Regions from separate parts of the Sus scrofa genome. Here region 2 is linked to region 1. The links are chromatin contacts, called in public HiChIP or PLAC-seq maps. All regions are on one chromosome and are shown on one strand. Each heading gives the region's core, a stretch centred on a gene start, on an enhancer-like site or on the middle of the called end of the contact. The rest is flanking DNA. Distances are from core to core; before and after follow the strand shown.

Region 1 (5,622 bases), core at 1,001-3,500:
GAGCTGTGGTGTAGGTCACAGACACAACTCAGATCTGGCATTGCTGTGGCTCTGGCATAGGCCAATAGCAACAGCTTTGATTAGACCTCTGGCCTGGGAACCTCCATGTGCCAAGGACAAAGGACAAAAAGAAAACAAAAAAAGTGAAGGATTTTTGGATCCAGATTTCCAGATTTCAAATCTCAAGCATGGGCATGATTACTTTCAGGGTCAAAGGATAGGATGTATATGAAAGAAACTATTAAATTCAAAAAGATTATTTTTAAAAATAGCTACCATATGTGACGCTCTTACCCTATACTAGGCATCGATAAGTGTTTGTCTTGCCATTTCTTGTTTAATTATCACAACTCTCTGAACAGATGCAGAAACTGAAGCTCAGAGAGGTTAAACGTGGTCAAGAAAACTTAGCCAGGTCTATAAAATAGGTTTCTTTAACCTTGAGCTAGTGAAGTACACTGTCTCTCTGAATAGATGCAAGTTATCATCATCATCACCACCACAAAGAGCCAGGGAGCAGTTGCCATGAGAGAAATATGAATCAAAACCACAATGAAATACTCACTCACTGGGGCCTGTAATCCAAAAGACAGACGCTAACAAGTGATGATGAGGATGTGGAGAAATTGGAACATACATTGCTGGTGGGAATATGAGATGGTGCAGCCACTGTGAAAAACAGTTGAATGGTTCCTCAAAAGACTGAGGAGAGTTTGCCAAGTTATCCAACGGTTCCATTCAGATGTACATACCCAAGAAAACTGAAGACATGTTCGAAAAACAATGTGTGCACAGATGTTCACAGCAGCATCATTCATCATAGTCAAAAATTAGAAACAACCCAAACTTCCACTCAAAAGTCGTATATCCATACAATGGAATATTACTCAGCCATTAAAAGGAATGCAATAGAGATACATGTTCTAACATGGCTGAACCTTGAAAACAGTTGCAAAAGGATGATATATTGTGTGATTCCATTTGTATGAATTATCCAAAATAGGTAAATCCATAGAGCCAGAAAACAGATCAGTGGGTACCTGGAGCTGCAGGGGAATAGGAGGATTGAGAGTGATGGTTAAGGGATGTAGGGTTTTGTTTTGTTCTGGTTATGAGGTAATGAAAATATGGCCTTTTTTTTTTTTTTAGAGCCACACCCACAGCATATGGAGGGTCCCAGGCTAGGGGTCGAATCAGAGCTGTAGCTGCCGGCCTACACCACAGCCACAGCAATGTGGGATCCGAGCCACATCTGCAACCTACACCACAGCTCATGTCAACGCCAGATCCTTACCCACTGAGCAAGGCCAGGGATCGAACTTGCGTCCTCATGTATGCTAGTCAGAGTCTTTTCCACTAAGCCATGACAGGAGCTGTGAAAATATTCTAAAATTAATTGTGGATGGTTGCACAACTCTTTGAATATGCTAAAAACTGCTGAATTGTATCCTTTAAATGGGTGCATTGTATGGTATGTGAATTGTATCTCAATAAGCTGGTTTTTTTTCAAAAAAAAAAGGAGCAAGAAGGGTCTTCTTGACACCAAGGAGGACCTGAAGTTGCTTTTACAGGTCTAGTCCTATTCCTCCCCAAGAGCAGGGATGACTCAGATTGATGCCGGCATTATCATCAGGCGTGTCCCAAATCCTTTACTCCTTCCCAGGAATCCAGGGTGTTGCCCTGCATTTCCCCACCTTCTCCAGGCATGCCCTGCCCAGCTTGCCCCAGCAGGCCTGGGTTAGAACCCATGGTGTCACACTCCCTTCCTGTGGCTTCTCCCTGCAGCAGACTGGCCCTGCTTCCTCTCCCGACTCCCCACCTCCACCCCCAGCTTGCAGATTTTAAAACCACAGAGGATTCAGAATGTGCATCAGGAGCTGCACCTTGAGGTTTTCTGGGCTGCTTTCAGCCACTGCAGAGATTCAGGGCCCTCCTCACGCCCCACTTACCTAACATAGGAAAAGACCAATACGTGGAAGAACCACTTAATGGTGCCGTAATTCATGCTCTGGATCCGGGTGACTTTGTTTGTCTCATACTGGAAAACGTCGTTCCAGCTGCACCAGGCTGGCATGGTGAGAGGCTGGCTCTCCACTCGGGGCTGGACCACGGCTCAGCCCTTCCTGACCGGCCACAGCAGACCCACCAGTAAGAGGAAATTGAAATGTTCTGATTCTTAGCAGGACCTTTAAAGTTTGAGTTCCTCCAATGATGGCAGAGTGGGGGCGGGCCCTGGCCACTGCCCCAGATGTGGCTGGGAGTAAACAGGAAAAGCCAAGTCCTACAGGCCTGGCTGACAGATGACCCCGCCCCAGCGGCCTCCCCCAGATGCCTGCACAAAGATGGTGTTCAAAGGAAGGGCATTTTAAGAATTCTGCTTTATCCCCTTTCTCCTTTCACACTTTTTTGGACTCATTTCCATTGGGGTAAAGAGGCAGCCCTTCAAATGTCAGGAGCCCCAGTGCTGCCATTGTGCCTTAGTAAGGAGCCTAGATCTTTCTGTTGCTTCCAGCCCCACTCAGAAGCTGATTGATTCATTTCCACAACCCTTTATTCAGCCCCAGCTGTCCGTGAACACTGGATGATTCAACGTCCCTCTCCTCCCTCCCTCCCTTCCTCATAACACTCTGGTCTGCAGACAGTGGGGGCTGGGGTGGGGAGAGGACTTTATTTCCTTGCTGGATATTTTTGGCCTGACCCTCTAGATCTACTCTTTGGCCAGCTCTATGCCCTGGCAGATCAACCCATGACCTAGCCCAATCAGCTTAAGACCACCAGACACAAAACTGCCATCCAACAAAATCAGGTTTATTGACCCATTCAATGAGGAAGAATACAGGAGTTCCCATTGTTGCTCAGTGGGTTAAGAACCCCACTAGCTTCCATGAGGATGTGTGTTCAACCCCTGGCCTTGCTCAGTGGGTTAAGGGTCTGGCGTTGCCAAGAGCTGCAGCATAGGTTGAAGATGCAACTCAGATCCTGTGTTGCTGTGACTGTGGCTTAGGCTGGCAGCTGCAGCTCCAATTTGACTCCTAGCCTGGAAACCTCCATATGCCACAAGTGCGGCCCTTAAAAAAAAGAAAAAGAAAAAAAAAAAAGATGAGGGAGAGCACATCACCAAACAAAGGGACAGAGTTATCAGAGTCATCGATTCTGGGGAAGGTGGAGTTGAGATTAAATTGAAACGAAAGCGAGTTTTCACAGGCTCACAGCAAAGCAGGTTTAAATAAAATGGTCAGCTTCAGATCTGTATTGCAAAGTGGACCCAGGGAGGCAGTAAAGCTTTGATTGTTGTGTCCAGAAAGCTTTTACCTAAAGCTCCTCCTCACCTGAGCTGCAAATCGAGCTGTGTCTCAGTCTCAGGGTGACTTAGACCCTCCAGACAAAAGAATATTTCATTCTTACTGATGCAGTTTCAAATAGCAAAGTTTCTGAGATCTATGATTTTAGTGGATGACATTTCTCCATGAGTAGGAAAGCAGCAGTCCGTCACTCAAAGATGCAGGGTATTATCACCCTATAGCTACACTCGGAAATACTGTTTTTTTGTTCCCTTTGCAGTGGACTTTATCCATATCTGCTCTTCCTGCCTGCTAGTTAGTCGGACTGACTTTTACTTTTCTAGTCTGAGCTAATTTTTACTTTTTCACCCATTAGAGCTATTCAGGGTGTTGGATGGGGGGCTCCCCTACCTCCCTGCTCCCAGTTCAGGATACAGAGAGCAGGAGGACAGTGAGGTTGGATGTGAATTTTCCTGGCTGCTCTCCAACTGCCCATGGCAGGGCCTCTGGGCACCCCTCCCTCCTTGCCCCTTCAGGCTGGATTTGGTGATGGCTCTGGGCTGTTGCCAATCCAGGCAGCCTTCCATTCCTTATCACTTTTTGTTAACTCTGCCCACACCTTTGTAAATGGTCCCATCATTAGTTACCCCCCTGGAGCACGCCATCATTTTCCTGCCAGAAAGTTATCTTCATCTATATAAAGAGGAGATCCTGTGAGAGCAATAAGCTTGATGGTTAGAACATAGGTGCTGAGGGACTAATTGCCTAGCTTCTAATCCTGGAGTTACATGTTACCACCTCCGTGACCTTGGACAATGCTACTCATGCTATTCATCTACTCATTTCGACAGCACCAATCACTAATGATACAGCAGTGCATAGGCAGATAACTCAAATGTTCATCGACAGATGAACGGTTAAAAAAGTATATGGTCTACCTATACAATGGAGTATTATTGAGCTATAAAAAAGAATGGAGCACTGATACATGCTGCAACATGGATGAACCTAAAAAACATGCAAAGTGAAAGAAGCCAGACACAGAAGGTCACATAGTATGTGATTCCATTTATAGGAAATGTTCAGAATAGGAAAATCACTTCAGTATTGCCCTTGCCACCACCCAAAGACATCCAATTCCTTCTAGACTTTCCTCTGAATTATTATACTGATCCCTCATGCTCTTCACTCTCTGCTTCCTCAGCTCTGTGTCCACTAATTCCTCCCCCATCACTACATAGATTCTCTTGTCCATAAGTTTATCAATGAATTCTCAGTTGCCAGATTTAGTGCATATCTTGTATTCCTTATTTTACTGGACCTCTCAGATGCATTCAACACCCTCAACCACTCTCTACTTCTTGGAGCAATTTCTTTCCTTCATTTCCAGGACTCACCTGGGTCCCAACTTCTGGTTTCTCATTTTTACCTCTATGACTATTTTTCTTACATGTTTGGTTCTCTTCTCCCCCTTACATGTCAGTTCCAGTGAATTCTGTTTCAGCATTTTTATATTTCTATCAGTCAGGAAAGGACAGGTTATGCTGCAGTAGCGAACAACCTCCCAAATCTCATGGCTTTAAACAATGACAATTAATTTCTCATTCACCGTGTCCATCATAAATCACTCAGGAGGCTCTGCCCAGAGTTCCCATTGTGGCTTAGGGGTTAAGAATTCAAGGATCTGGGTTCGTTCCCTGGCCTCGTTCAATGGGTTAAGGATCCAGCCACAAGCTGCAGTGTAGGTCACAGATTTGGTTTGGATTTGGCATTGCTGTGGCTGTGGCTGTAGCCAGCAGCTGCAGCTCCAATTTGGCCCCTAGCCCAGGAATTGCCATATATATGCCGCCAGAAAAAAAAGAAAGAAAGAAAGAAAAAAAAAAAAAAAAGGGCTCTTCTTATTGTAGTCACTCAGAGACTAAGACTAATGGAACTGCCACTACCTTGAACTCTTTTTTTTTTTAGGGCCACATCCATGGCATAAGGAAGTTCCCAGGCTAGGGGTCGAATTGCAGCTACAGCTGCCAGTCACAGCCACAGCCACAGCAACGTGGGGTCCAAGCTGTGTCTGCAACCTACACCACAGCTCATAGCAAGCTGTGAGCAAGGCCAGGGATCAAACCCGCATCCTCATGGATCATAGTCAGGTTCGTTAACCACTGAGCCATGAAGGGAACTCCTTTTCTTTTTCTTTTCTTTTTTTTTTTTTTTCCTCAACTCTTGAATGAGCATTTCAATGCTCTGACCTGGGCATAATGCACTCACTTCTGCTCCTAATGCCTTGGTCAAAACTAGTCACTTGGCCCCATCCAACCACTAGGGAATCCAGGAAATTCAGTCT
Region 2 (5,417 bases), core at 877-3,376, 200 kb after region 1:
GGGAAAAGAACCACCAGCCCTCCATTACCACACCCCCACCATCCAGTCACATGTCCCTCCTGGAAGAGGCTCCTATTCTGTGACCTAACCAGTTTCCACCTTGCTTCTCTTTAGCGCATTGCCATACACTAGAATTTCTGTTTAGTGTAGGGTTTTGTTGGTCCTTTTCCAAGTATCAAAACTACATGCTAGCCTCCGCTCCTTGGAAATAATTAAATGAAATGAGGTGCCTGATTTTTCTTTCAGTGGGGTAATGCAAAGTGATTTGCATCTGTTAAAGGACTTTATCTTAAGTACTGAGACTGAGCCATCTGGGACAACTATGGTGATTTTTGCTCTGCTTTGGCTCCTGTGTATGGTACACCATGGCCAAACACAAAAGTGGACTAAATGCTTCATTCTGCGACACAGTCCCTTAAGAAAACTGCTCTTTGTGATGCGAATGTGTTCACCTTTTGTTCATGAAATCAAAGCAAAGGTCCCTTTCTATTAAGTAGTCTAACTTATTTATATTGGCAAAATTCCCTTTATTGTGCAGTTAGGTAGGTTTTCTATAGTCCTCAGGAGCAAATTATCTGTGGTTTAAGAACAGATTCTGGATTCAAGTGCCTTTTTCTCCTATCGGGAAAAGTGAAAGTCTAGAAGATAGCCTTCATCTTAAAAACCAAGCGAAGTGTCTTCTTGCACAACTCTCGCTATTTGTTACAGTAGCGTAATCTGTGACTTCTATGCGGACGTGTATCAAAGGCTGCGTGGGATATTAAAAATAAAACCCCCTTTTTTTCCTCCCCCCGCCCCCGCCAGTGTGGGATTCCCTCAGTCAGAGCACAGAACTCGCTGGGGAAGGGCTGGTATCTGCACGCGGTGAAGCTCTCGGTGGAGGTGGGGAGGTCGGGGTGGGTGGGGTGCGGTGTTCCTGAAGCAACAGATGAGGGATTTTGGCCGCGTGGGAAGTTAAATGCGGAATTCCTTCCCTTGGATCCTGAAAGGTGCTCTTGAGAGACAGATTAGGATGCAGAGTGCGGCCCAGGAGGCGGAGGGCAAGGGGGCGAGCCAAGGACACCTAACCTCAGCGCGCTTAGGGGAGCTCTGCGGAGATCGAGTTCCCAATTTCCTCCGTCTCGCCTTCGAATCACCCACCCTAACCCGAGGCCGACCCAGATGGGCAGGCAGTTTCTTCCGGTCAATGAGTGCAGGCAGCCCGCCGTGAGCCCTCCACCCTCCCGGGTTCTACGCCTGCCGATGGTTGAGTGGGGCGAGAATCGAGAACAGCCCCGCCAAAGAAGCGTTCCAGCCTCGGGCCTCCGCGGACCAGCGGGCCACAACGCGCCCTGCACAGGAGCTGCGCGCGCCGGCCCGGATCCGGGTTCCTGAGGGCGGTACGAAGGAGGGGGCGGGGCTTGAACGGCCGCGTGGGCGCCAGTCGCGCGGGAGGGAGGGAGCCGGAGGGAGGGGGCGGGGCCGCGCCGCCCGCGCCGCGCTGGGCCCTCTCGGCCAATGAGCGGCGTCCACATGCCGCGGCGGCGGCGAGAGGGGAGGCAGCGGCGGATAAATGCTATTAGAGCAGCCGCCGCGGAGCCGTCCCCGACGCCACCTCCTTCTCCTCCGCCGCAGTTTCCTCCGTTGCTGTCGGGGGTGCGGAGCTGAGTGGACAGGGCGAGCGCGCCGCGCACCACCCCGCAGGCTCGCCTCCCTCGCTCGGTTCGGCTCTCAGGAGTCAGCCGAGCGTCCCCTCCTCCGGCCCGGCCCGGGCGGGGCGGAGAACCACCTCAGGAGAACGGGGAGGGGGCTCGGGGGCTGCGGCCTGCGCTCCCGGCGGGCGGTTGAGGGTGAAGGAGGCCCTCCCTTCTGACGAGGGGAGGGAGGGTCGGAAGCCCCCCCTCGCCCCCCCCTACGGTCCAGCTGAGCCCGGGGCGGGCGCCGGCGAGGGCAGGGCTGCGAGAGGGGCGGTTGTCTGGGGGAGGGGGCGCGGGGTGATTCAGCGCCCGGCGAGGCGGAAGCGGCCGGAGGAGGAGAAGGAGAGGGACAGGCCAGTCCGCGCCTGGGCGCCCAGGGTGGCACGAGCCCGCGGCCCGAGTGCGAGGCGGAGGCGAGGAGGCCGCGGGGACTGGAGGCGAGGCCGGCCGGGCCCCCGCAGCCATGGAGAACGCGCACACAAAGACGGTGGAGGAGGTGCTGGGCCACTTCGGCGTCAACGAGAGCACGGGGCTGAGCCTGGAGCAGGTCAAGAAGCTCAAGGAGAGATGGGGCTCCAACGGTAGGTGCTTGGTGCACGGGCTGCAGGGTCCCCGCGCCGCTCGGCGCGGGCCCGAGAGCCAGGAAAGATGGCTGACCGGGCTCCACCTCGTGGGTCTCGGCTCCGCGCCCGCCGAGGGCTGCAGACGGCGGGTTGAGCCCGCGCCCCGGCCCCCTGGGAGAGAGGGGTTGCAGGCGGGGGACCGGGGTCGGGTCTGCGCCGCCTCGTGGCTCCAGCCCTTGACCTTCCCCGCACGCAGCTAGCTCGGCGGTTTCTCACCCGCAGCAGCTGGCCCCGGTGGAGAGAGGGATGAGTCTCCTGCAGCTGGGTTGAGCCCTGCGAGACATTTTCTTGTCCCCAGTCGGATTTATGAGGCGTTGTTATAGTTGGGAATGCCTCTGACTGTTCTTGTACTATCCAGAGTTACACATCTGGCAGAAGTGATGACAGAGCTGAAATGACTCCTTGTATCAGGAGCGCTGTTAGGTTGCAATATAATTTCACATTTTGGAGTAGATCAGTGCAACAAATATTGTACATTTTCTTAGGATACCGTTTTGGTACGGTTTCTATTAAAAGTGATTGAGTTCATATATGTAGTCATGTCTTTAAAAGGCAGTGATACTTTAGTAATTCTTTTTGTAATGTCAGAGTGCTAAAATGCTTTTTTTCCCCCCTCCCGTTCTTGACACGTTGCCTGGTGGATTTCTACATCCTGCAGAGTTACCGGCTGAAGAAGGTAAGTAATCTCAACGTGTTTCTCTCCCGCTGCCCTTCATGTGCTGATGTCAAAGATGACATTTATAACTAATATGATTGTTTCTAACAGGGAAAACCTTGCTGGAACTTGTGATTGAGCAGTTTGAAGACTTACTCGTTAGAATTTTATTGTTGGCAGCATGTATATCTTTTGTAAGTATAAAACATTTTCTTTCCAAAAAGTCAACAATAAACCATAGGTAAAAAAACCAAGAAGCAAATGTCTATTGAGTGAGAACATTATGTTTGGAAATTTAAGTTGTGTCTTCATGTTTTGTGTGGGGGGTTTGGGGTTTTTTTGTATGTTTGTTTCTTTTTAACATCAAGAAGTTCTTTATTGGGAGGTCTTTTCTGTTTTGGGTTCTTCCATTGTGTAAGATCATACTAAGATGATGCTGGCTCTTTGTAGTCTGTAAATAGAACTTACAAAAGGAATATTCCAGTTGCTCTCCCTTCCTGGTAATGGCAAGGTGACAGTTGTTTCTGACAGTGACAAGAATGATGACGGCAGTGATGGCACCACTGTTGACCAAATTTGGTCACTGACCTTTAGGGTAGTATATTTATCTAAATTGGACCCCTGTCTTGAATGAGTCCTAGGTTGAGAGAACAAGGTTCAGTACAGTTGGTTCTAGATCCTAAAAGAAAAAAAATCATTGTTTTTTCTTGTTCTGTATGTGCTTACCCGTTTGAGTCCTGTATGGTTGCTTAGAAACTGGTGAAATGCAAAGAACTGCAGCAGAAGAAAGGTGATGAGGGTTGGCAAGGATATTTCTAGGTTATTAACATTTTTTCATGTTGAATACTAATTTTCTATCTCACTTTTTTTCTTGGGCAGTGGATTTCAAAGTTTTCCTAAAAATGGTCATGAATAGGACACATACGTTCCTAATCCTCACAGCATGAGATGCCTTTTGTTCTTAAAGCACAGGGTTTCATTCTTGTAAAAACCAAGATAGGAAGTGAAATTCCCTCAGTGCAGTAATTTTTTTCAGGCTTTGCAAAATTGACACCGTTTTAAGATTCCTTTTTTGTATGTTTGTACACATATAAGCCTCAGGGATCTACCTCAGTCTTTGACTGCCATATATCCAACAGGGCTATTTTGAGAACTAAATATACAAAGCAGTGGGCAGGTGGAGGGAAAAAATTGGCAAGAGGTGAACGTTTTTGGAGTTGCTGTACTCAAATACTGCTGTGAGACTCTATAACATATCATGCCATGTTAGCCAAGTGATGTGTAGCCATTAATAATAATTAATTCCTCATATTTTCACTGGATAAAATTAAGAGACCATCATAGCAAACCATTTGGCATCCTGAATTAATCACTCTGTACCTTTTAAATGTGTTTTTTTCTGGATTAATTTTTTAAAAAACCCTGCAGTAAGTAGCTGCTGGCTTACCAATTAAGATAAAGGAGTAGAACTGTTTGGTCAGTTAGTTCTAATACATAGTATAAATATTTATGTTTAAACTGGCTAAATAATTCTCAAATAGTCTCAAGTTTGGTAGTTTTAATATTGGGGTACAGTAAGGTCATCAAGGACCTCTTAGAAGTTAATCACCTGCTGTATACAAGCCAGAGATAAAATAAATTTTTATGGAGTTATTCTGTGTGTGTAATTTAAGGCAGTGTTACAACATCAGTGGCATTATTTCCAGCAGACAAGCTATTGACTCTTTGGGTTGTATAGAAGCTCTTGAGTCAAGGCCAGTTTGAGTGATTTTATATTAATATTTTGAGATAATTACGTGATTTTTTTTTAAATTTTAAAGTAAGGAGCTTATAGTTTCTAGGCATTTTCAAGTGGGTTTTTAAATAAATGCTTTAATTTTGTTTTAAGGTAGGATGTTGGCTTTTTTAGCTTTATAGAGCTATATTTTGGAGTTGAAATTTGAGTTACCGTTTTGGTCACTATGCGGAGTTAACTGCTTAGGAAATGAAATATGTTACATTTTTATTTTGTGGGTTGCTAAATAGAAAAGTTTTAACTTTTATTGTTTAGGAAGTACACTTAATTTGCTTTGATTTATTTGATCAGGAAATTGTAGATATAAAACTTGTTTCTTTGATTTTCTTCATGTGGGGTTGGCACTATGGCTACATTGGACTTGACCTTTTCATTCCTCATTTCTTTATCTTTTAACAGAGCGCCAAGTCTTTTTTTATGGTAGTCGGTTTATTCCTATTCACTTAATAGGAAAAACGTGATAAAATAGGCATGTCCTTTTGGAGAATCAAATAGGCAGTTTTTATAATCTGTACACGAGGCACAAGAGGTTCTGCTCAAGTTAAGAAATACTAGGCTTTAGTGATTTATTTCAAATTCAAACAAGGTAGTAAACTGTTAACCATAGTTAATATTTTGCTGTGGCAGAAAGTAGGAAACAGCTTTAATGTTTTACACCTGTGACCTGT

Evidence for each region. HiChIP or PLAC-seq counts read pairs in DNA pulled down with a chosen protein or histone mark.
Region 2: a contact with region 1 is called in an H3K27ac HiChIP or PLAC-seq map of alveolar macrophages. The contact joins the promoter of ATP2A2 here to the promoter of P2RX7 in region 1. A contact is called at or near these places in 1 of 47 Hi-C or Micro-C datasets (embryonic fibroblasts) and 1 of 2 datasets of contacts at active chromatin or transcription factors (alveolar macrophages).

The regions. Positions count from the first base shown.
Region 1 is chr14:31,474,252-31,479,873 of Sscrofa11.1, forward strand. P2RX7 (P2X purinoceptor 7) reads right to left here and starts at 2,251. Exons shown (of 13, transcript XM_001926804.5): 1 at 1,950-2,251. The coding sequence starts at 2,074. The region is part of intron 2 of IFT81 (intraflagellar transport protein 81 homolog); the gene reads left to right.
Region 2 is chr14:31,673,147-31,678,563 of Sscrofa11.1, forward strand. It overlaps ATP2A2 (ATPase sarcoplasmic/endoplasmic reticulum Ca2+ transporting 2), which reads left to right and starts at 2,127. Exons shown (of 20, transcript NM_213865.1): 1 at 2,127-2,257; 2 at 2,958-2,975; 3 at 3,066-3,148. The coding sequence starts at 2,140.